2 separate regions of the Sus scrofa genome follow, and region 2 is linked to region 1. A link is a contact called in public promoter capture Hi-C data. All regions are on one chromosome and are shown on one strand. Each heading gives the region's core, a stretch centred on a gene start, on an enhancer-like site or on the middle of the called end of the contact. The rest is flanking DNA. Distances are from core to core; before and after follow the strand shown. Region 1 overlaps TRHDE (thyrotropin-releasing hormone-degrading ectoenzyme). Region 2 overlaps TRHDE (thyrotropin-releasing hormone-degrading ectoenzyme).

What was found. Promoter capture Hi-C pulls out the DNA fragments that hold promoters and counts their contacts.
Region 2: a promoter capture Hi-C map of liver shows a contact between it and region 1, with 4 times the contacts expected there. The contact joins two enhancer-like sites. A contact is called at or near these places in 1 of 5 promoter capture datasets (liver) and 1 of 47 Hi-C or Micro-C datasets (embryonic fibroblasts).

The regions. Positions count from the first base shown.
Region 1 is chr5:36,273,376-36,278,974 of Sscrofa11.1, forward strand. It overlaps TRHDE (thyrotropin-releasing hormone-degrading ectoenzyme), which reads left to right. Exons shown (of 19, transcript XM_021092004.1): 1 at 1-1,893. The coding sequence starts at 989. Among named protein-coding and RNA genes, the nearest start is that of TRHDE, 9.3 kb to the left of the region's middle. Within about 2 kb of position 1,511, at least 20 of the 83 cell types and tissues checked have an H3K27ac peak or open chromatin away from gene starts, as enhancers often do. A contact at or near this core is called in liver, where this site is marked.
Region 2 is chr5:36,519,679-36,525,058 of Sscrofa11.1, forward strand. All of the region lies in intron 6 of TRHDE (thyrotropin-releasing hormone-degrading ectoenzyme), which reads left to right. Among named protein-coding and RNA genes, the nearest start is that of TRHDE, 260 kb to the left of the region's middle. Within about 2 kb of position 1,528, at least 3 of the 83 cell types and tissues checked have an H3K27ac peak or open chromatin away from gene starts, as enhancers often do. A contact at or near this core is called in liver, where this site is marked.

The DNA of each region.
Region 1 (5,599 bases), core at 261-2,760:
AGTTTCAGTCCCTGAATGCAGCCAGAGTAGCTTTGGCAATCTAGACCTGGAGCCTGTGTATATATGCTCACGCACACACATGCACACTCACTCGCACACACGCACTCCGGCTCTCCCCACGGGGATACAGAGCAAACCCGGAGCTTCGTCTACCTGAGGGGGATGGCCCGGCCGGACACTTCTTGCTCACTTGTCATCTCCAGAGGTCAGTGCAACGTCGGAACCAGGGAGGCTCGCTGTCCGGTTTGCAATCTCACGCTGTTTGCCGCCACCACTGCTTAAAGTGTCCAGGCAGGCGGAGAAGGCTTCTCCAGGACAGATTCCCCGTGCAGCTCTGCGGCCCTGGGACTTCACCCGGCTGGTTCACCCCGGTCTTTTTTTCCTGGCCATTCCCTTGTCCCCGGCTACGGGGTGCATGGCTCGGGCACCTCCGCTGCTGCCGCTGCCGCAGCTGCTGGGAGTACATCCCACCCAGAGGACTGAACGCCGCCGCCGCTGGAGTGGGGAGAGAAATCGGCAGCCCTAACTTCCCTCTCCCTCGCTCCCCCGTCCTTGCCAGCCAAGAATCCGCTGGAAGGCTCCCGCGGAAAGCCAGGCGAAAGCTCGGTGCAGGGGACTGCTAGCTGGGAGCCGCAAGCGCACAAGGGCGGGGGCGGCATGTGCCCCTGAGCCCTGCGCCCGCTGGAGAAGTAGCGCGCGTTGGGAGAGTGAGACGCTTTCCAAGTTGGGCGCGTCCCAGAGCTCGCCGCCCCGCACCTCGGCCGCTGGTATCCGGAGAGAGGCGGGGCTGATGGGGGGCGCCGAGGTTGCAGTCGCCTACGGCCAGAGCCCGTCTTAAAAGAACACGGGCCAGTCTCCCCAGGGTCCCAGCTGGCGTTGCGCCCTCGGCCCGCGTGCGCTCTCTGATGCCTGCTCTGGCTGTGGCCCGAGTGGCCCGCCCGCGGGGGGTGCCGGAGGGGGCGGGGGAGGAGGAGGAGGAGGCGGTGTGATGGCCCTGGACGGCGAGCGGGGGGAACAAGAGGAGGAGAAGAAAAAGAAGAAGAAGAAAAAGAAGAGGAAGAAGAAGAAGGAGGAGGAGGGGGCTAAGAAGAGCAGCTCACCCTTCGTGGCCACGATGGGGGAGAACGACGCCGCGCTCCGGGCCGGCGGCAGGGGGCTCTCGGACCCGTGGGCGGACTCCGTGGGGGTACGACCCCGCACCACCGAGCGCCACATCACGGTGCACAAGCGGCTAGTGCTGGCCTTCGCCGTGTCCATCGTGGCGCTGCTTGCGGTTACTATGCTCGCGGTGCTGCTCAGCTTGCGCTTCGACGAGTGTGGGGCAAGCATACCGCCCGGCGCCGACGGCGGCCCCGCGGGCTTCCCAGCACGCGGTGGCAACGAGAGCCTTCCGGGTTCTTCACGGCGCGACCACCACGCTGGCGGAGATTCCTCACAGCCCGGAGCAGGCAGGGAGGACACTCCTGAGACCCCGTCTGCCCAGCCGCCGTCGGAGGAGGAGCAAGAACAGTGGCAGCCATGGACTCAGCTGCGCCTGTCGGGCCACCTCAAGCCGCTGCACTACAATCTGATGCTCACCGCCTTCATGGAGAACTTCACCTTCTCCGGGGAGGTCAACGTGGAGATCGCATGCCGGAACGCTACTCGCTACGTCGTGCTGCATGCCTCCCGGGTCGCTGTCGAGAAGGTGCAGGTGGCCGAGGACCGGGTGGCTGGGGCAGTCCCGGTGGCCGGCTTTTTCCTCTACCCGCAAACCCAGGTCTTGGTGGTGGTGCTGAATAGGACCCTGGACGCGCAGAGGAATTACAATCTGAAGATCATTTACAACGCCCTGATCGAGAACGAGCTCTTGGGCTTCTTCCGCAGCTCCTACGTGCTCCACGGGGAGAGAAGGTATGGAGGGAGGCGGTGCCCGGCTGCGCCCCACCCAACCAGGCTGCTCTAAACCGCTGGGCAGCCACCGACCTCTGGGACCCGCTAGCTTCCGATACTGGAAGCAAGGGATGGGGGAAGGAAGGGAAAGTGGGATAGGACCATCCCTCAGAACTCTCACGGTCTCCCAGACACCTGGTTCCTACTGCAGCCAACTCCACAAACTCACCTGTGCCAAATGCCACTTCTCCTCTAGTCTGGGACCCCAGCCCCGTCAAAGTTCCTTAGCCAGCTTTTTTTTTTTAAGGGTAATTCATAATCTGAGCGATGCCAGGTCAGGGTGACATCAAAAGCCTGTCAGGTTACCGTCCAGGAAAAATATGTGAGTACCAGAGGCTAGGGCAGTAGCATATCCCAGGAAGATGTCAGGATAGGGTAAGTAGGGCAAAAATCTAACCCCACCCGCCCCGGGCCAGCAGAGGCTAGGCTTTGGCCTCATGAAGTTTTACCAAACTGGACGTTGAGATTCTGAGCAGCAAGAGCCAGTCCCAGTGGCAAAGTAAGGGTGGTGGCTGATATGGCCAGTGCCAATATGGCCAGTGCCAGGGAGAAGTGCTCCTGCTGGTGCTGCCAGCTCTCTCCTAACACTGAGTGATTCTAGTTTGTTCATGAGTTACTACCTCTGGAAATAACTCCAGTGGTGAAAGGGGGGAAAGCTAACAGTCTCAAATGTCTTGTTAGTGAGTGTCTTGGATGCTTTTTTAGATTTGGGCAGGATTCTGTTTCTTTTTCTTCTTTTTTTTTTTTTTTTTTTTTTTGAGAGGCTGTGACTTTCATCACTTGTTTAGAGTTCAGGCTTCAGAGTCCAACAGAACTGGGTTCAAATCCCAGCTGCAACTCTACCTGTGGTGAAGTCTTGAGTAATCTGATTAATCTAGGTCACCAGTTCCTGACAATGACTACCTCTAGTGCTTAATGAGCATTTTGTATTAAACTCAGTCTTTCGAGAATCCTATGGGATTGGTGCTATCAACACTCCCTATTTTACAGATGAAGAAATGGAGGCATCAGGAAATCAAGTAACTTGTCATATAGTGAGCCAACAAAGCAGGGTTTAGAGCCTTTGGCTCCAGAACCCATATTTTTAGTTTTAACTTGGGGAAATAATAATAACATCCTCATAGGATTGTTGCAAGTGTTCATGAGTAAATGCACTAAAAAGCACTTAGCCCTATACTTGGCATATATGAGTGTCTCATGGTAGTAAGCCCTCAAGCTTATTGTTGAATGAATAAACAAGTGATTATTGCTTTTTTGCTCAAGCCTATTGCATTTAAAATAACTTTGATTACTTAAAAACTATAGGGTCAGGGACAACCAAAATGAACTTAAAAATGAAATCAACAACCTTAGACATAGAGGCAGGTTGGCGCTTAGTAATGAGGCCACTGGCAGAGACTCCCCTGTTCTCAAGTGATTCTCATAACAGCAGAAAACTTGGAATCAGAGCAGTCCAGGGCTCCTAAGGTCAGCAGGTTTATCAGTGGAGAGCTGGGACTCAAACTTTGCTTTTCTGATCCCTGGTCTCTGGAAAGTCTCAGAAGAAGTCGATATGGCTTAAGAGGCTGGGGAAACCTCAGTGTGTTATGGGGAAACACATAGAGTGTTATGGAGGAACCTCATATAAATAAATTGTCCAGTGCTTTAGTAATTGTATGATAATTAAAGGCTCCTGGAAATGAATATATAAATTATTCAGTTTCAAACTCCCAAGATCAGATGTGGATAATTTAATCCCCTTTCTATCTCTTTTTTTGACATATTCTAAAGAATACAGTTTAAACAGATTTTTTTTTTTTTAAACTCATGGTCATATCAAATTTGGAGGGAAAAGGCATTGAAGGCAAGTTTGTATTTTATGTCAAAATGTCAATAGTGGGAGTTGCATATCATTACTGATAAATCTTGCTGTGGTGAAATAAATACTTCTAACACATCCTGTTTTTTGAGCCATGCCTAAATATATTTGGTGAATTGAGCTTGTTTTGGTCAGAGCTTTCAAATTAACAGGGCTCTTAAAAAGACCAGATGTTCCTGCTTGACCCATAACTGATTTCTTGTACCTTAGTGCCTATTTGTATTCACACTCTCTCCTTCAGTTTCCCCCGAAGATGCAAGAGTTTAACCTGGTGCACATATGGCTAAACTCTGTATGCCAATAGCAGCATAGGATTTGGTGTTTCTGGAGATTCCAGGATAGTTTTTATTTCTAAATAGCCTCTTAGAGTCCTTGTTCCTAGTTTTTCCTTTAATAACAGAGTGAATACGATAATTTCTTAGATGTTTCTATTGGAGTTGGTAAGGCAAGGGAAATCTAATCCAACATTTCACATTTATGTCAACATTACATATATTAAATTTTTTTTTTGGCTGTTCTGTGGCTATTTGGAGAATTTTTAAACACACTGATATCACGGACTCAGCTAGAGTTAGACTTTTATTGGTGATGATCTGTCCCCCAAGCACAAAGTAAATTGACATTTTAAAAACATACTTTCCAAAAGGACATCGATGCAAAGTCTACATTTTCATTTGATTAATGATTAAATATCTTGGTCTTTAGTTAGTCATAATTTTTGCCAATTTAAGTAGCCAGATAATTTCTGTAATGAAAATAAATATTTAATCTGCCAATGGGGAGTCACACTGAGCAACTTGAAATATTTAAAAAGAGCAGTACTGCCCTGCCATCCAGTCTACATTACTCAATCTATGTGGAAACACCTCGTTAATACCCAGTCAATCTGATTCTTTGACTCACTCCTCAGAGGTCTGAGAGAAATAATTTGGGTCAGGGCAGGACAATTAGACTTCACTATGTGCTGTCTACCTTTGGCCCCTGAAAGGTTTCATCCCCTATAAACTATTGCAGGGAGCCTGGTTTTGTTCTACAGGGAAAACTTACCTCTCTTGGTTCCCATATTACAGCAGAGAAAGGTTATAGGACAAGCTCCCCATTAGAGACCAAGGCTCTTCCACTTGAGGTAGATCATTTACTCTTGGTTGATCATTTGGCTGAAGGGAAATTCGCCACTTGTTGAATACTGCAAATAAATGGATTCGCTTACATTTGAAATGTTTACACACATCAGTAAATTGTCTCCAGTAGGCAGAATGCATACTCACTCTTCCCTCAAGTAGGTGGGCAGCAGGCAAGTACAGAGGGTTGCTGTACTCATGCCATAAGATCCTACAGTGGAATGTGCTTGCTTAAAATAGGGTAAAATCCTCATTTACCTGAAGTTATTGCTGTTTTGAGGTAGCCAGATGGTGAGCATACCCGTGTTCAAAGTAGGGTACCTTCATTTAGATCCAGATGGTTGGATTGAAAGAAGAAATTTACCCAAAGTAAATGAATGTTTTCTTCACTTTCAAAAGGGAGACTGTTTTTCTTTGACAAACTTTGGGTCTGTGACTTACCACAGTGGCAGAAGACAGAATGAGAAGAGGAGGTCTTTTTCTCTTAAGGGTTAGTGAGAGGGAAACCATGATCTCCAAGTTAAATGGGAAGATAATATTGTGGTTCTCAAAGAGAATAGCAATAAAGTCCTTTGCAAAAATCTTGTGGAGCGCATAGAGGATTTTATGGGTAGGCAGTTGATCATTTGTGGTATTAGCATACATGATTTGCTGCCTTATGCTTTTTCTGGAATGAATTCATAATCAT
Region 2 (5,380 bases), core at 278-2,777, 250 kb after region 1:
TGTTTAGATTATTCAGAAAATAGGCAATTTAGTCATTTATTAGAGGTTAGTGCCATACTCTTAATTCTCAGACAAAATGTCCAACTAAAGTTTTATTGCACTAACGTATTGTTCACGTAATAAACCATATTTACTTAAGTTGTTAGCCTTCAACTTAATCCAGCAGTGCCTCTTTAAGAAGTACCATGTAATCTTTTATATTAGACAGAAATTGGGGAAATATTTTATATTCAAAACATATCAGAAACCTAATTTGTAATGAATCTAAGTAATTTGTGACGTTTGCTAGCGTCTTTTAAAAAATCTTATTTATGTAGCATGTTTGATATGCCTTGTTCACTAACATTAATCCATGTTGTATTTTTCTTACTAAGCTAAATTCACATGGATTTCCAGCTGTGATGTTTAACTCCGACAAGGAACAATTGTTCTATGATAAGTGAGAAGGGTACCATTTGTTGGCTAATAGTCATAAAAGCCTGCTGTTCTTAAATTGTAAAATGAATTTGGAATTAAAATGTATTTAGATTTCTACAAGTGGTGTTTCTGAATTCTTAAAACAAAATTAAACTTGTTTTACTTATTACAGGTTTGGGACATTTTAGCCTTCCACTTGGTTCAGAAATTTTAAAAAGTAAATATTTTTTATCACATATTCTTAAACCGTCACTCTGTTAATACTATTACACTTTAATGGAAAAGAAAATTATAGTTCATAAGATCTTGATTGTTTAAGGTATACTCTAAATGTCTGGCTAATGAAATTCAACTTATTTCCTTTTTCTTCTGTCAGATAAGATTCTTTTTTAAAAAAATGGTAGCATCAAAATACTCCTAGAATGCTCTACAGGTACATTATGGAATAAGAGATTTTTCCGCCAGCAAGAGGACGACAAGGGGAGTTCCCGTGGTGGCTCAGTAGGTTAAGAACCTGACTAGTAATGCTAGTGAGTTAAGGATCCAGCATTGCCACAAGCTGGGATTTCCATATGCCGCAGGTGCCACCCTAAAAAAAAAAAAAAAAAAAGGTCGAATACAAGGAGGAGTACAACATCTGATGACTGTGTACTGTGCATATATTTCACTGAGAAATAATAGTGTTCTCTTACCTCTAAAACTCTATAAACATCTTGCCTGTTGATTCCTAAATACTCTGCTTCCTTCGCTGTTTGTTACAGCAGATAAATGTCTGTACGTCCGTCTAAGCCAATCCCTGTGCTATGTAGGAGTCTCCTCCTCTCCTCCCTACTTGGGGTGATTGCTGACTCAGAGCCGTCTCTTCTCTCCTAAATCATCCAATTTTCCTTCCCTACTCTATTTCCTTTATCTGCATAGAATGTTATATTTTATTCTTAATAAAAAAATCCCTTGACTGGCCTCTCCTGAGACTCTGGCCTTATGTCTTTGTATCCTTTTAAGGCAAAACCCCAATTCCTTTTTCCCTCCTCTTTTAAAACCACTGTAATTATACCTTCAGTTTTACCATTGACCAAATCTTTCTAGTGAGGTTGAATATTAACTCCACATTGCAAAATCCAACTAGTTTCTGACTTAGTTGATTTGTTTTCTCCAGCCCATTTTATGGCAATGGTCATTCTTCCCTTGAAACATTTTCTTCATTTTGTTTCTTAGATGTTGCATTCTTTTTTTTTTTCCCCTTTTTTTCTTTTGTTTATTTACCTGCTCACTGGCCATTTTCCCCTCATCTTTTCTGATGAACTCAGTTATTTTTATCAACCGCTAAATGTGGAAACATTTCAGAACCCATTCTTCAGATATATTTATATGTTAATAATTTGATATATAATTAATATTTTAATAATAAAATAATTGTGAGAGCCTGGGGCTTCTAGGCTTCTAATCCACATCTCTCTTCTGAATTCCAGGTTTCCAAATTTCACTCTGTGTCTTCTCTCTGCCTGGAATGTTCTTCCTCAGTTACAAATACAGCTTGCTTCTTTATGAATTCAGTATCTCTGCTGAAATGTCAGTGTATTAAAGCAATCTTCCTGATTATCTTATGTAAAATTTGAGAGTCCATCTCCCTCAGCATTTTTTTCCCCTTACCCTGCTTTATTTTTCCTCATACTGATAGTAGTTGGCATGATAGTATGAAGCTGTTTCTTTGTTAAATGCCTCTTCTGCCTGGAATATAAACTCCATGAAATCTTTATTTGGCTTGTTCTCTGCATCGTTTTCAGTTCCTACAGCAATGCCTGACACAGAAGGCATTCAATAATTGTTGGGTAATTTGCAAATAAATCAGTCTTTCAATTTACCTTAGCGTGATGCCCCCCCCCAAAGTGTGTATGACTGTATTCATACTCCCACCAGAATGTTTGAGAAATCCTGTTTCCTTACATCTTTGTCTGTATTTGATATTACTAAAATCCCAAAGATTTTGCTTAGTTGATGGATGTGAAATGTTATCTCACTGTTTTATTAATTTGCATTTCTTTTTTTTTTTTAAGTGAGATTAAGAGACTTTTATGTATTTTTTGCCCTTTGGGTTTCTTACTTTTTGATTTTTCTGTGTGTTTCCTTTTCCCATTTTCCAGTGGGCCTTTTTTTTCTTTTCTGACTTTTTGGGGCTGCACGTGTGGCATACGGAGGTTCCCAGGCTAGGGGTCTAATCAGAGCTGTAGCCTCTGGCCTAGACCATAGCCACAGCCACTCCAGATCTCAGCCACATCAGAGATCTACACCGCAGCTCACGGCAATGCCGGATCCTTAACCCACTGAATGAGGCCAGGGATTGAACCTGCGTCCTCATGGATACTAGTCAGATTTGTTTCCACTGAGCCACGATGGTAACTCTGGGGCTATTGTTTTAAAATTTGTTTGCTTATTTGTTTAATAATTGATAAATGAGAGGATTTTTCTTTTGTATCGTGGCTGCTAATCTGTGGTTGCTGATAAGACTGTAATTTATCTTTTAATTTATGATGTCTTTTATCATACAGATATTTTTAACTCAAATGTAGTCTAATTGTCCATTGTTTCTTTTATGCTTCATGCTTTTTGTTTTGTTTAAATTTTTTCTTTATCCCAAATTCTATTTTTTTTTTTCCCCTTTGGCTATGACTGTGGCTTGTGGAAGCTCTTGGGCCAAGGATCAAACTAGCACCACATAACCTCTGATGTGCTGGATCCCTAACCCACTAGGGAATTACTCTTTATCTCAAATTCTTAAAAATATGCTTTGAGATGTTTTTTCTAACATTTTTAAAGTTTTACATTTTATGTCGTTTTTTTTTAATCCATTTGGATATTTTCTGTTGTTTTCTAAAATTTTATGATGTATAATGTAATGCCATTTTTATTTGGATAATCAGTCTTTTCAGTGCCATTTATTGAATTTCGTGCCCTGCTCCCACTCATGTATAAAACCTTTTTTTTGAAGGTTTTATAGATTAATTTTGGAATAATTGAAATTTTACAGTACTAATTCTTTTTAGCTTTATAAGGAATATATATAGTGCTTGGTTTTTAGGTTCCTGGGCCTTAGGATAACTTCTGAAATTTTTTCCATGAAAACTCTGAACAACTTTTAACTTCACCCTATAATTTATGTTTTTCTCATGTTTATTTATATATTTGCTCTTGAGAACAGGGTGTTTTCTAAATTGATTCTTTAAATTAATTTTTACTGATTTATATCAACTTTAAAAGAAATTTTTTTTTATCTTTTGTCTTTATAGGGCTGCACCCCCGGCATATGCAGATTCCCAGGCTAGGGGTCTGCTTGGGGCTGTTGCTGCCAGCCTATGCCACAGCCACAGCAATGCCAGATCTGAGCCAAGTCTGCAACCTACACTACAGCTCATCACAATGCCAGATCCTTAACCCACTGAGCGAGGCCAGGGATGGAACCCTCAACCTCATGGTTCCTAATCAGATTCATTTCCTCTGCACCACAACAGGAACCAATATAAACTATATATTGGTTTTGTATTGGCAACCTTGCTGTACTCTTTTATTGCTTTTATAGATTAGTTCTATAGATTTTCTTGGAATCTGCAAGGACTTTCACATCATCTCTAATATTAATTTATTTCATCATTTTTATCTTTTGCTTTATAATTCTGTTATTTGTTCATTTTTATTGTGCTTTTAAATATAAGTATTACTAGGAAGCATTCTTGACTTATTTTAGTTGGTTAAGGAGAATAGTTACAATGTTTCACCACTGAGCATATTTTTGGAAGATGATCTTTAATATGTTATTGAATTCCCTCTCTTTCTAGTTTACTAAACATTATTTTGAATGAATGATAAGTCATAGCAAATGTTTTTTCATCTTCCCAATAATTTATTTATTTTCTATTTTGTTTATTTTATTTTATTTTATTTTATTTTATTATTTCGGGGCAGCATCCATGGCATATGGAAGTTCCCAAGCCAGGGACTGAATCTGAGCCACACCTGTGATCTACACCACAGTTATGGTGATGCCAGATCCCTAACCTACTGAACTGAGCTGGGGATTAAAACTGTACCTCCACTGCAGCCAAAACCACTGCAGTTGAATTCTTAACCTACTGTACTTCAGTGGGAACTCCCTATTGTGTTAATTTCTGCTTTTAAGATGTTATCCTTCCTGAACATTCATTGAGTTTACAGTATTTTTATGTCTCCAATTTATTTATTTGAGTGCTTTCATGTAAGTACTATTTCTGGCACTGTTGAAATCTCCCTGTTTTCTAGTCCCAGATCTGTGGTCCTCTTTTTTGGTTTCCTAGTGACTTGTGTATTGGCTATAAGATCATGATTTGGGTTGCTGATTTGAAACTAGCAAGTAGTTGGTGGATACTTTTCTTAGCTAGGACCGTCTTTTACTGGCAATGGAAAAGTTATGGCATTGACAACTAACAGTTGTATCAATAGTAGTTCTAAATGTTATGGCCTTCATCTAGTTGTGAAAAGAAGAAATAGTCATATGAAACAATTAGTGAGTAATATAAAATAATTTGATAAATTATGTAGTTTAGACTTAAAGGATTTATGACCACAGAAGAAAGAAAAGCACTGAGGACTAACATATTTATGGGAAATTTCGTATTATAGTATTGACTTTCCTTGTGCTTTTTAAGAATTTATAGGGCTTAGCATATAGATTGCAAAAGAATGTCATTGCAGTTGAAATAAATAGCATGATTAGAGCATGAGTGTATAAGGTATGCTCATGGGATATGAGATGATCAGCTTAACTAGAGGCTGATCATTTGTCCATATGGGAAAAAGTAGGTATGTTGAATTTCACTGTACATGGTCTCAATTTACTACCATAGAGATTTTTTTTGTCTTTTTTTTTTGCTCATGACATTTATAGGTTCCCAGACTATGGGTCAAATTGGAACTGTAGCCACCAGTCTATACC